Regions from separate parts of the Hordeum vulgare genome. Here region 1 is linked to region 2. The links are chromatin contacts, called in public Hi-C maps. All regions are on one chromosome and are shown on one strand. Each heading gives the region's core, a stretch centred on a gene start, on an enhancer-like site or on the middle of the called end of the contact. The rest is flanking DNA. Distances are from core to core; before and after follow the strand shown.

Evidence for each region. A called contact is a pair of places that touch in the nucleus more often than the background predicts.
Region 1: a contact with region 2 is called in a Hi-C map of leaf, with 4 times the contacts expected there. The contact joins the enhancer-like site here to the promoter of LOC123426316 in region 2. A contact is called at or near these places in 6 of 6 Hi-C or Micro-C datasets (leaf, seedling and an unstated tissue) and 1 of 1 datasets of contacts at active chromatin or transcription factors (embryo).

Annotation. Positions count from the first base shown.
Region 1 is chr2H:372,613,452-372,618,497 of MorexV3_pseudomolecules_assembly, reverse strand. No RefSeq gene overlaps it. Among protein-coding and RNA genes, the nearest start is that of LOC123430108, 49 kb to the right of the region's middle. Within about 2 kb of position 2,882, at least 2 of the 3 cell types and tissues checked have open chromatin away from gene starts, as enhancers often do. A contact at or near this core is called in leaf, where this site is marked.
Region 2 is chr2H:372,401,419-372,406,066 of MorexV3_pseudomolecules_assembly, reverse strand. It overlaps LOC123426316 (transcription factor NIGTH1-like), which reads left to right and starts at 1,600. Exons shown (of 5, transcript XM_045110128.1): 1 at 1,600-1,931; 2 at 2,050-2,204; 3 at 2,328-2,739; 4 at 2,845-2,921; 5 at 3,038-3,461. The coding sequence starts at 1,730. The coding sequence ends at 3,259.

The DNA of each region.
Region 1 (5,046 bases), core at 1,633-4,132, 210 kb before region 2:
TGTTGACATGCTTGCTTTGCATAGTTTCACCTAGGATGTTGAAATCTTATTATCCTTTGAAAAATATTGTGATTTTTTTATCAAAACACTAAAGGAGTCCTTTGAACTTTTGTCTCTTTCACCTAATTACACAAGTTGGGGCTTTAGTGATGCCTTGATTAGTGATAGAATGTTGTAGAGATTTTTGGTGATGAACTAAGTGACTTGTGTTGATCGAGGATGCGCAACACGTAAGTGGCCAAACTACCCCCTCGGGGTACTTAGCTTTTGAATTATATGCAATATGATCACAGACAAGAAATAATATCCAAGCAACAATATTTGATACATTTGTTGTTAATTGTGGACTGCAAGTAGTTACATTTAAAATTGAAATTTAAGCCCTTAGTGTGTGAAATATTGAGCCTTATATAAACCTAAAAGTGTTGAGTCGAGTTTTTTGGGACCATATAATCATAATTTATCAGTGTCGATGCCATGTCAACAAAGTCATGATGTCATATTTATTACTGTAATCAGTCTTGGACATGTATGGTCATGTCCACGATGATTGCATTATACTTATTGACTCCTTCCATCAAACTTTTTTGCACTATGAAGTACTCAATCCGGGGCATCAATACTGGTTTCCATAACACAATATTTGGTACATTTGCTAAAGTACACCCACAATGGAGTTATAGAGCATCCATGAAAATTGCGTAAGCATATTTGGAGTTACCTCGATAATTACTCGTGTGGTTTCTCTATACACGCAAATACACAATCCTCAATTATATTATTTCTTATAACTAATTTAGATTCTAGATTTATTTGTACCCTTTTCTATGCATGTCAATTCTCATAGTTTACTTTAGTACTATCACAATATATGTTCTATGCATGCTAATTCTCGCATCTCATTATAGTACTCGTCAAGATGTGGTTGCATTTACACACTTACTAGCCATATCAATTGATACATGGCACCCAACGAAAACACCTACATTACGCTTAACGAGTCAAATATAGTGTTACTCATATGTTCGCGCAAACCTTAAAACTAACGGGCCGACCTATGTAGATGCACAATGATAGGGTTTTCTTGAGCAAGTAGTTGGCAGATACCCGAGCGGACAATACTTCCCTTATCGTGGGAACGCCCCAACATGCCATGTGATGCATCCTAGTAACGTTACGTGGCGCACCGTGGGTGCTTCCCCATTGTGAGTTTTATTTTGTGGTTTTTATTTTTGGCTTGCCTCTTATTTTTTAAATGTTTTTATAGTTTTCGTTTGCCAAGACCGTGGAGTACAATTGTGCTTCCCCGCAAAAGCATATTGTTGCGATAATTATCATCATTAAAAAAATCTGAGAGTGACCTTTCAAAGAAATATTTCCTAATTAGTGATTTTATGGGTTTGAAGTTTCGAAAAATCATGAATGGTTTATTTTCTCGTTCAGACCGTATTTTTCTTTGTGTTTATTCGTCGTTTTTAAGTTTGTTTTGTTCTATTTTTTATTTTCGTTTTTTTAAACATGAACATTTTGAAATTCCTTTTTTGCACATTCGTGATTATTAAAATATAGTGATTACTTTTATAAAATACGTGCTTATCTTTAAGATAAATCCGCACATTTTTTTTATATTTAGAATATTTTTTAAATTCTGGTTGTTTTCCAAATTTGTGCATATTTTATACATTCATGAACTTTTTAAATTTTGAAACATTTTTCTAAAATCCCTAAAAATCATGGTCGATTTTGATTACATGAAATTTTTAGATCTATAAGAATACCATAACGGACGTCGCCAAACCAGCTGGAACTTTTTTCTTTAATGAGCAAGCGAGAATTAAACCCATTAAGGCTGGCGTGAAGTGCATGACACATGGCGCAAGCTGGTTGGCTGCAATAAGAATTTTTGACAACTCTTTTTACATGAAGGTGAGGATTATCTTTTAAATGTATTTTTTAGATGGAAATGAGGACGTAAAGTATTTTCTAAATGGAGGATTATGCAAAGTGGCGCTCGCTGGTAGACTGTGGTGGTAACTTTCTTTTTACTTTTTCTTTTTTACTTCTTTTTTAGATGAAAGTAAGGATTTTCTGTAAGATGTTTTTTAGAAAGAAGCAAGGATTTTATATATTTTTAGATGAAAATATACACACAACTTCCTTTCAAATGACGCCAATCGATGACGCTCCACTAATGAGAAATAAAACGAGCTAGAGCGAGGGAGTACAATATATTTTTATTTTTGAGCCGGCAAGTTAGGTTAGCCGCGTACGCCCTACGGGGAGCTAGTTCCAGTCCCGAGAGCTATATATCTAGCGTAAACCGAGACTCAGACTCCTATGTGGTGCTTCAGGCGCCACTAGGGGAATGGGCGCCTGGAGCCCCCATCTTTATAAACCGGTCCATATAAAATGCGTTGGTTATTAAAAAATGGAAAAAAGTTTACAGAATTTTCAAAAAGTTTAGATTTTTAAAAAACTACAATGATTATGAAAAAAAGTTCACTGACTTTTCCGAATAAGGTCATTAATTTTCAAAAAGTTCACATAATTCGAAAACAATATCGTCGATTTTGGAAAAAATCCCAACAATTTTTCAAAATTGTTCACTGATTTTTAAAAAAGTTTATGAATCTTATATTATATTCACTGATTTTAAAAAAAGTTCACCGATTTTAAAAAAGTTCATCGATTTTCGAAAAAGTTTATCAATTTCGAAAAAAATTCATGTATCTTGGAAAAAGCTCACAGATTTTAAAAAAAGTTCACGGGCTAAAACAGTCCACGGCCTAAAAGTTCATGAAGAATTTCTAGATGGGCCAGCCCATTATGTAGCGCTGCAAGCGCTGGTTAGCATTTTTGCGTGTAACCGGCGCCTGTGGCACTAAATAGAGTTTGCCGCCGAGACTAGCTGTGGTTCGCCTAAGGCCATGCTTGGATTGTTGTTTTCCCAACAAATACACCTGTATTGAAAATACAGATCTCCGACGGTCGTTTACTTTACAACCCGTTTTCTTTACAGTTCGGTAAGTTACATTTGTAAATTAAATACGGTTGTATTGAAAGACCCCCCATGCCAAGCGCGGCCTAAAGCTTTCGTGGCGTACAGTCTTAGCTGACCTATTTTGCTCGTTCATCTTGGTTCGCTCACTTGTGACCAATCTTTTTCCGTTTCCTTCTTAGTTTTTATTTTTTTTCTTGTTCCTTCCATTACTTTGGTTTTGGTGTGTTTTATTTTTCTGTTTTCATTGGGTTTTTTATTTTTCTTTCTTATTTTATTAAGTTTTACTTTTTATTTGTTTTCTCTATTTTATTTTGAAATATAAATTTTTATGTATAATTTTTTCCTTCACATTGTACATTTGTTATATGTCAGGAACATTATTTATACATAATTTTTATCATTTTTAAAATACATATTTAACATGTTTCAAATAAGTTATTAATAAATTTAGACAAATTTTTCAATGACTACTATTTTTCTTACACGATGAAAAAGACATTATACATTAGGAACATTACACATATATACCTTTTCCAAATACAGGTTTAATATAGTTTTAATACATTGGTGGCTACTATTATCCATACATGTTATATATTTTTTGTTGAGGCCTCCTACATGTTTGTCGGCGGATCTTTTAAAAGATTCGTCGCCTTCCAAGCCGTCCAATTATATGATGTGAGCCGTGGGTTCCACTCTTCTATTTTCTGCCACAAGCCCCATTTGCAAACCTCATTTCTGCAACATCTCATTTGCAAAAAAAATCTTTGTTTTCCTGCAACAAGATTTTTGTTGCGAACATAATTCCTACAACAAGATCACAATTGCAAAAGTGCAACATCTCCAACCTCTTTTGTGTATTCTTCCAACAAACCCCTTATTGCAATTTTATTCAATAAAACCATGTTGCAGAAAACGCCATGCCGTCACAGCCGTCACTGAAACAACATCGTTGTTGCAGGAACTCTTGTTGTATGCAATACCGGCGTTTGTAGCTAACCTTGTGGAAGCAGCAGTCATGCCTAGTCATGCCTATCCACACCGGTCCTCCTTCAGGATGGTGGTGACGATGCTCCGGCAAAGGAGTGCCTTGTAGAGGAAAGATAGAAAGAAAGTGTGAGGAGAAGAAGAGGGGCTAGGGTGGCGGAGCAATGCCATTTGGTTTGATGCACTCGAGGTAGGAGAAGAGGTTGGGGAAGAAGATATGGATGGGCCTTCTCGTTGGAGATAAGAAGAAAAAATGCGAGTGGTGGTGCATGCTCACGCACTACTAGGGAAAAGCCTAGCAGTAATGCGGGTTTTAGGCGTATGAGTAGCGCGGGCTCCCGCGCTACTGATACAGCGCTACAGCTAACCTTTACTAGTAGCGCGGGTCCACCCACGCTATAGCTAAAATGTAGCAGTAGCGCGTGTTAGCACGCGCTACTGCTATACATGCGTAGAGGCAGTGGGCTTTACATAAACGCGATGTTGCTATACATGCGTAGCAGTAGTGATCTTTACATAAACACGTTGCTGCTATACATGCGTAGCCATAGCGAGCTTTACTAAGCCACGCTACTGGTAGGGGTTTTGACTATTTTTTCCTGTATATTTGTTTTGTATTTGAACAGGCTTTATACAATAATCTTTAACACATGCAAATGTCATCATCATACACATACAAATGTAACATAGCATATACATACAAATAGTATCATCAAATCATGTCATCATCATAATCATCATCCAACACAAAGTGGTCTCTCGTCATCATCTCGAAAATAGCGACACAAGTCTCGAATACTTGCAACTACATCCTCATCCATCTAAACAATCATATAGGCGAGAAGAGATATCACTATGAGTGAGAGCAGAACTATGCATTATATGAGGCGCGGTTATGAGTCCTCTCTCGCGCTAGCATGTACCTCAAGTAACTGGTTTCTACTTCTTGTCTGCTTTTGAAGCCTTTATGGCTGGCGCCCGAGACCCCCTCCACTTGCGCCTGACACTCAGGCCACTCGTCGTACACTCCCGAAACCTTCCCTTTGTACACGACATAG
Region 2 (4,648 bases), core at 351-2,850:
ATAAATTACACTCAAACTAAATTCAAAGATAAATCAACAGAAAATTGTAATAACCGACCGCAAAAATAAAGAAAATAAAACCAATGACGCGCTTTTACGAGACAATGAATACAAACTTATTATGTAACCCAAGCACCGCGTATTCATCCATATCCTAATTAATCAATGTATCTAGCTAAAACAAATCCAAAATATAGAATGAATACATATACATCGAATTTTGTAATTTATGCACATACCCCCCTTGTTTATGGCATGTGGCCGATATACCTTGATAAGATACACACGTAATTGACGCTTATGATTAATTGCTTCAAAAAACTGATGCATATGCCATTGAGAAATGATTTCACTACTCTAATGAGACAAATATCAAAGTCTCTCAATTTAATTATGGAATTGGTGTTGTGCTTGAAGTTACTTCATTTTCATAGTTGTCAAGTGCTACTTTTACATGGATATGATGCATATATTCTACTAGGTTGTATGGTAGATACACTTTTAGTGTCCATATGTGAGATATACATTTTCCACAAGAAGATAGCTCATGAACAAGTGTGATAACTATTTATACAAGACATGGCATACTTTTACCTATTCTGGTTGTTGAAACCATCACAACCAGGAGACCACCATCTAAACATACCTAGACCACACTTAGGATGTAAACGACACACCATCCAGTGGTGGATCTAGGCCCACACGGGGTCAGGCCGGGGGCTTGAGGCCCAAAATCCAATCTACGCTGTAGCGGAATACTGTAGCAATTGCTACAACGTACATAAAGGGCCCAAGGTGGTCCATTGGATTGGATCCGTCCGTGACACCATCTATGGATTCAAAGATCAATGTCATGATCACTAAGCTAGGCATGTGTAGCAGTATATGAAACTAAAGTGAGAACAGTTTAGAGAGCCATTTATGTCATACAACAACAAATAACGAACTTGACACATGAGCGCAACACACTATGTTCACACAAGAAGTATAAAATTGTAAAAACACAAAATTCAGAAGATAGAGTTATAGGTACTAACCATAAAAATTAAAGAAAAGAAAACCAACGATACACTTTTAAAGACAATGAATGCAAACTTATTATATAACCTTAGCGCCGCATACGCATGAATATCCTGACAAATCAATATATCCAGCTAATACAAATCCAGAATATAGAACGATACATATACAATTAAATTCATAATTTATGTACGTATCCCCTGTCTATCGTATCTGACAGATATACTACCTTGATAAGATACACACGTATTTGACGCTTACGATTAATTGCTTCCAAAACTCAACATATTCAATTAATACCAATTTTTTCTTTCTTATAACAGCCTGAACAAAAAAACCATTTAGCATCTTCTCTCTGACCCCAATGGTACAAATCTCAATCTGGTTGAAAGTGTGTACCAGACACATTTTCAATTTGTTGGCATGCATAGGCAAGCGAGCTAAAGCATAAAATCCGTAAACCCCAAGGGCCTTGGTGGAAACTAGCGTCCATTGTAGCTATCCGTGGCTGTAGGTGACGTGAAAAATCGTCCTCGTCTCATCCTCGCACACACTCTCGAGATTCTCCGAATGCTTCTCCTCCTCTATCTATATAAACGTCCCCATTCACCCACCTCCTCCCTCCAGTTCACATCCACCTCATACTTTCTCTTGCAACAAGTCAGTAAAGATTCCGTTTGGAGCTCCGGTCCGTTGTAAACCCAACCCGATGGGTCTGGATGTAGGAGAGATCGGCATGGGCGCAGATTTGAGCCTGGATTTGAAGATGTTCGCGGCCAAGAGCCTGGGGCGGGCCAGGGAAGCGCCGGCGGCCGCCATGGACGACTGTATCCGGAGGCTGGAGGAGGAGAAGAGCAAGATCGAGGTGTTCCGGCGCGAGCTCCCCCTCTGCGCACGCCTCCTCGCTGACGGTGAGAGCGAAACCTCTTGCTTGTTGCTTTTGCTACTACTGCTAGCTATTATCCCTTTAATTTGTTGTTTTCTTCTTCTTGGGGAGCCTTTCTTGACGTGGTTTGGTTGTTTGCGCAGTGATTGATGTGATGAAGAAGGAGGTGGAGGAGAAGAAGAGAGGTGGCGACCGAGGAGAGAACAAGGAGGACGCCGGCGCAGGCGACAAGAGCAACTGGATGAGCACCGCGCAGCTCTGGACCGGCGATTCCGTCCGAGGGGACGATGCTTCCGAGGTAGGAATGGGATCCGGCCGGTGATTCGGTTGCCCGCGTGCTTGAAGCATTTATGATCATTAAATCCTGTGGTTTCATTTCGTTTGGGGTTCTGAAAGTTTGCGCCTTTTTTTACGATTGCAGAAGCAGGATGAGAGGAGGAGGTCCTCGGAGCCGGAATCTCATGACGGCGCTGTCTTGCCGTTCAAGGCCGTGGGCTCCGGTGCCCCGGCGTTCGCGCCGCCGAGTTTGAGGAAGGACGACAAGGCTGTTCGGATGCCGGATCTGCCGTTTCTGTCGCCGGCACCGATCAAGACCTCTCTGGCTGCTGCTACCGGCGGCGCTGAAGAAAGCCGCCGTCAGCTTGTGGGATTCGCGCAAGAAGCGGCGAGGGCTGCGGCCGCCCTGGCGCCGGCTGCCCCTTCCATGAGCCTCCAGGCTCAGTCGCAACAGACAGCACAACAGCAGCAGCAAGCGAGGAAGGCGCGGCGGTGCTGGTCGCCGGAGCTGCACCGCCAGTTCGTCACTGCCCTGCACCAACTCGGTGGGCCCCAAGGTGAGAGCTTCACAAAAAAATCACAGAAATTTCCTTCCATCTCTAGATATAATACTAGCAAATTATTGAGTGCTTACATGGTTGTTTTTCTTGGCACGATTGCAGTTGCTACTCCAAAGCAAATCAGGGAGTTGATGAAGGTGGATGGCCTGACCAATGATGAAGTGAAGAGCCATCTCCAGGTGAGCAATTCACCGCCATCTTACACAAACTTCTATCCATGTAATGATGGAATTTATTACTGGCTTTCACGTATAATTTGCATTGACACTAATGTGAATCCTGTATTATTGTTCAGAAATACCGTCTGCACAACCGAAGGGCGCCAGGATCTCCGGTAGCCAACCGGCCGATCGTGCTCATGGGAGGGCTCTGGATAACTCAGGAGCAAAGCAGCTCCCAGTCAGGGGGGTCACCTCCGGGCCCCCTACACTTGTCAAGCTCAGGCGTAGCTGCCTCATCGGTGACGGTCAGCGGCGAGGAAGAAGATGGCAGATCCGAGAGCTATGGCTGGAAATGATCAACAAGTTATATTAGTTTTTGTTCAGAGTTTCCGGGTCGATTCCTCGGGCGATATCTTGAGAGATTCCTGAGACAGGATTGTAGTGTAGTCTTTTTTGTTGTATGCAGGGAGATCAAGCCTTGAGTGCTTTGAGATGAAACTCTGGCTGTTATTATGTAAGTACATCGGAAAGAGGTTATACTAGTTACAATTTTGCGGATATGTTAATCTAAAAGGTTGGGGCAGAGCTGGGCAGAGCTGCAATTTTCGCCCAGAGAATTTACCCATGTTCAGCGTCAGACTTTCTCTCGATGAGCAATTTTCCATTTCATCAATTAAGCACAGTGCAGCTTTACATAGGGCTTGATGCTGTTCTTGGTTGATTTTTTTTTTTAGAAAAGGAGGATGAACTGTTCTTGGTTGATACAGTACTGTACAACTGAAAGCCAGTTGCAGGTAGATTCTGAACTTGTGATGGTGCCCGTATTTTGTTTCTCTCCAGCAAAATAAGGTGCATTTTCCTAGTTATTGATAGCCATGAATTGTTTCCTGCTCTCTGGATTCCAGCACTGAAGAAAAATCTTTGGATCCTCATCCTTCCCTTGGAACTTGAGGTGGTCCTGAATCCTGACCATAACTAGACGCCATCCTATCAAGAACCTATCAGAAACTTGACATGATCCTATTCCTACCTACTGTATCAAGCAAAGCTTCATGTGTTCCTCACCTGACCAAATATCTGCTCTGGGATGTTGGGACACCAAGAATCTGATCATGATCTGTCGCCTGAAAACCAGGATGGCAGGAGTGCACACCAAGAATCTTCTTGGGCTCCGTTCATTTCTCACCTGCTGCTGCTGCTGCTGCAGAACCCAACTAACTGTGCAATCTTGGCATGAAAGTCTAGGTCTCCCGCACACCTTTGATTTGTTGCGAGTTTGTTGCTGCGTCGTAAGGGCCACAGGACCAGAAGTCAGCATCACATTCTTCCTCCTTCATGATACCCTTATTTTGTTTTTGCTGCTAATGTTTAATCTTGTCATGCTTATCGTCTCTGCGAGTCAAACAAGTGTTATATGATTGATTACTGGGTTGTGGCCATACTTATCTGGGAGATTAGTATATACTGTGTATTGTGAGGCGTTGCTAGCATAGCATGCTTCTTTGAACATGTCCCAGCCTTGACTCTGCATTCATGCGCTGATCTTGCAGTGTTATCCAGATTTTTGTCCACACTACTCCTTGCAATAGTTTGGTGAAACCGGGAAAAACTCAACTCGGCACGGATCGCATTGCCTGAACGAAGAGCCGAGATTGCACAATCAGTTTCAGGTAGTAGATATGGTTTGCTTCAGTTTCAGTTAATGGCAGGCCGGCAGGAACTCCAGTTTCATTCATGCATTCGTT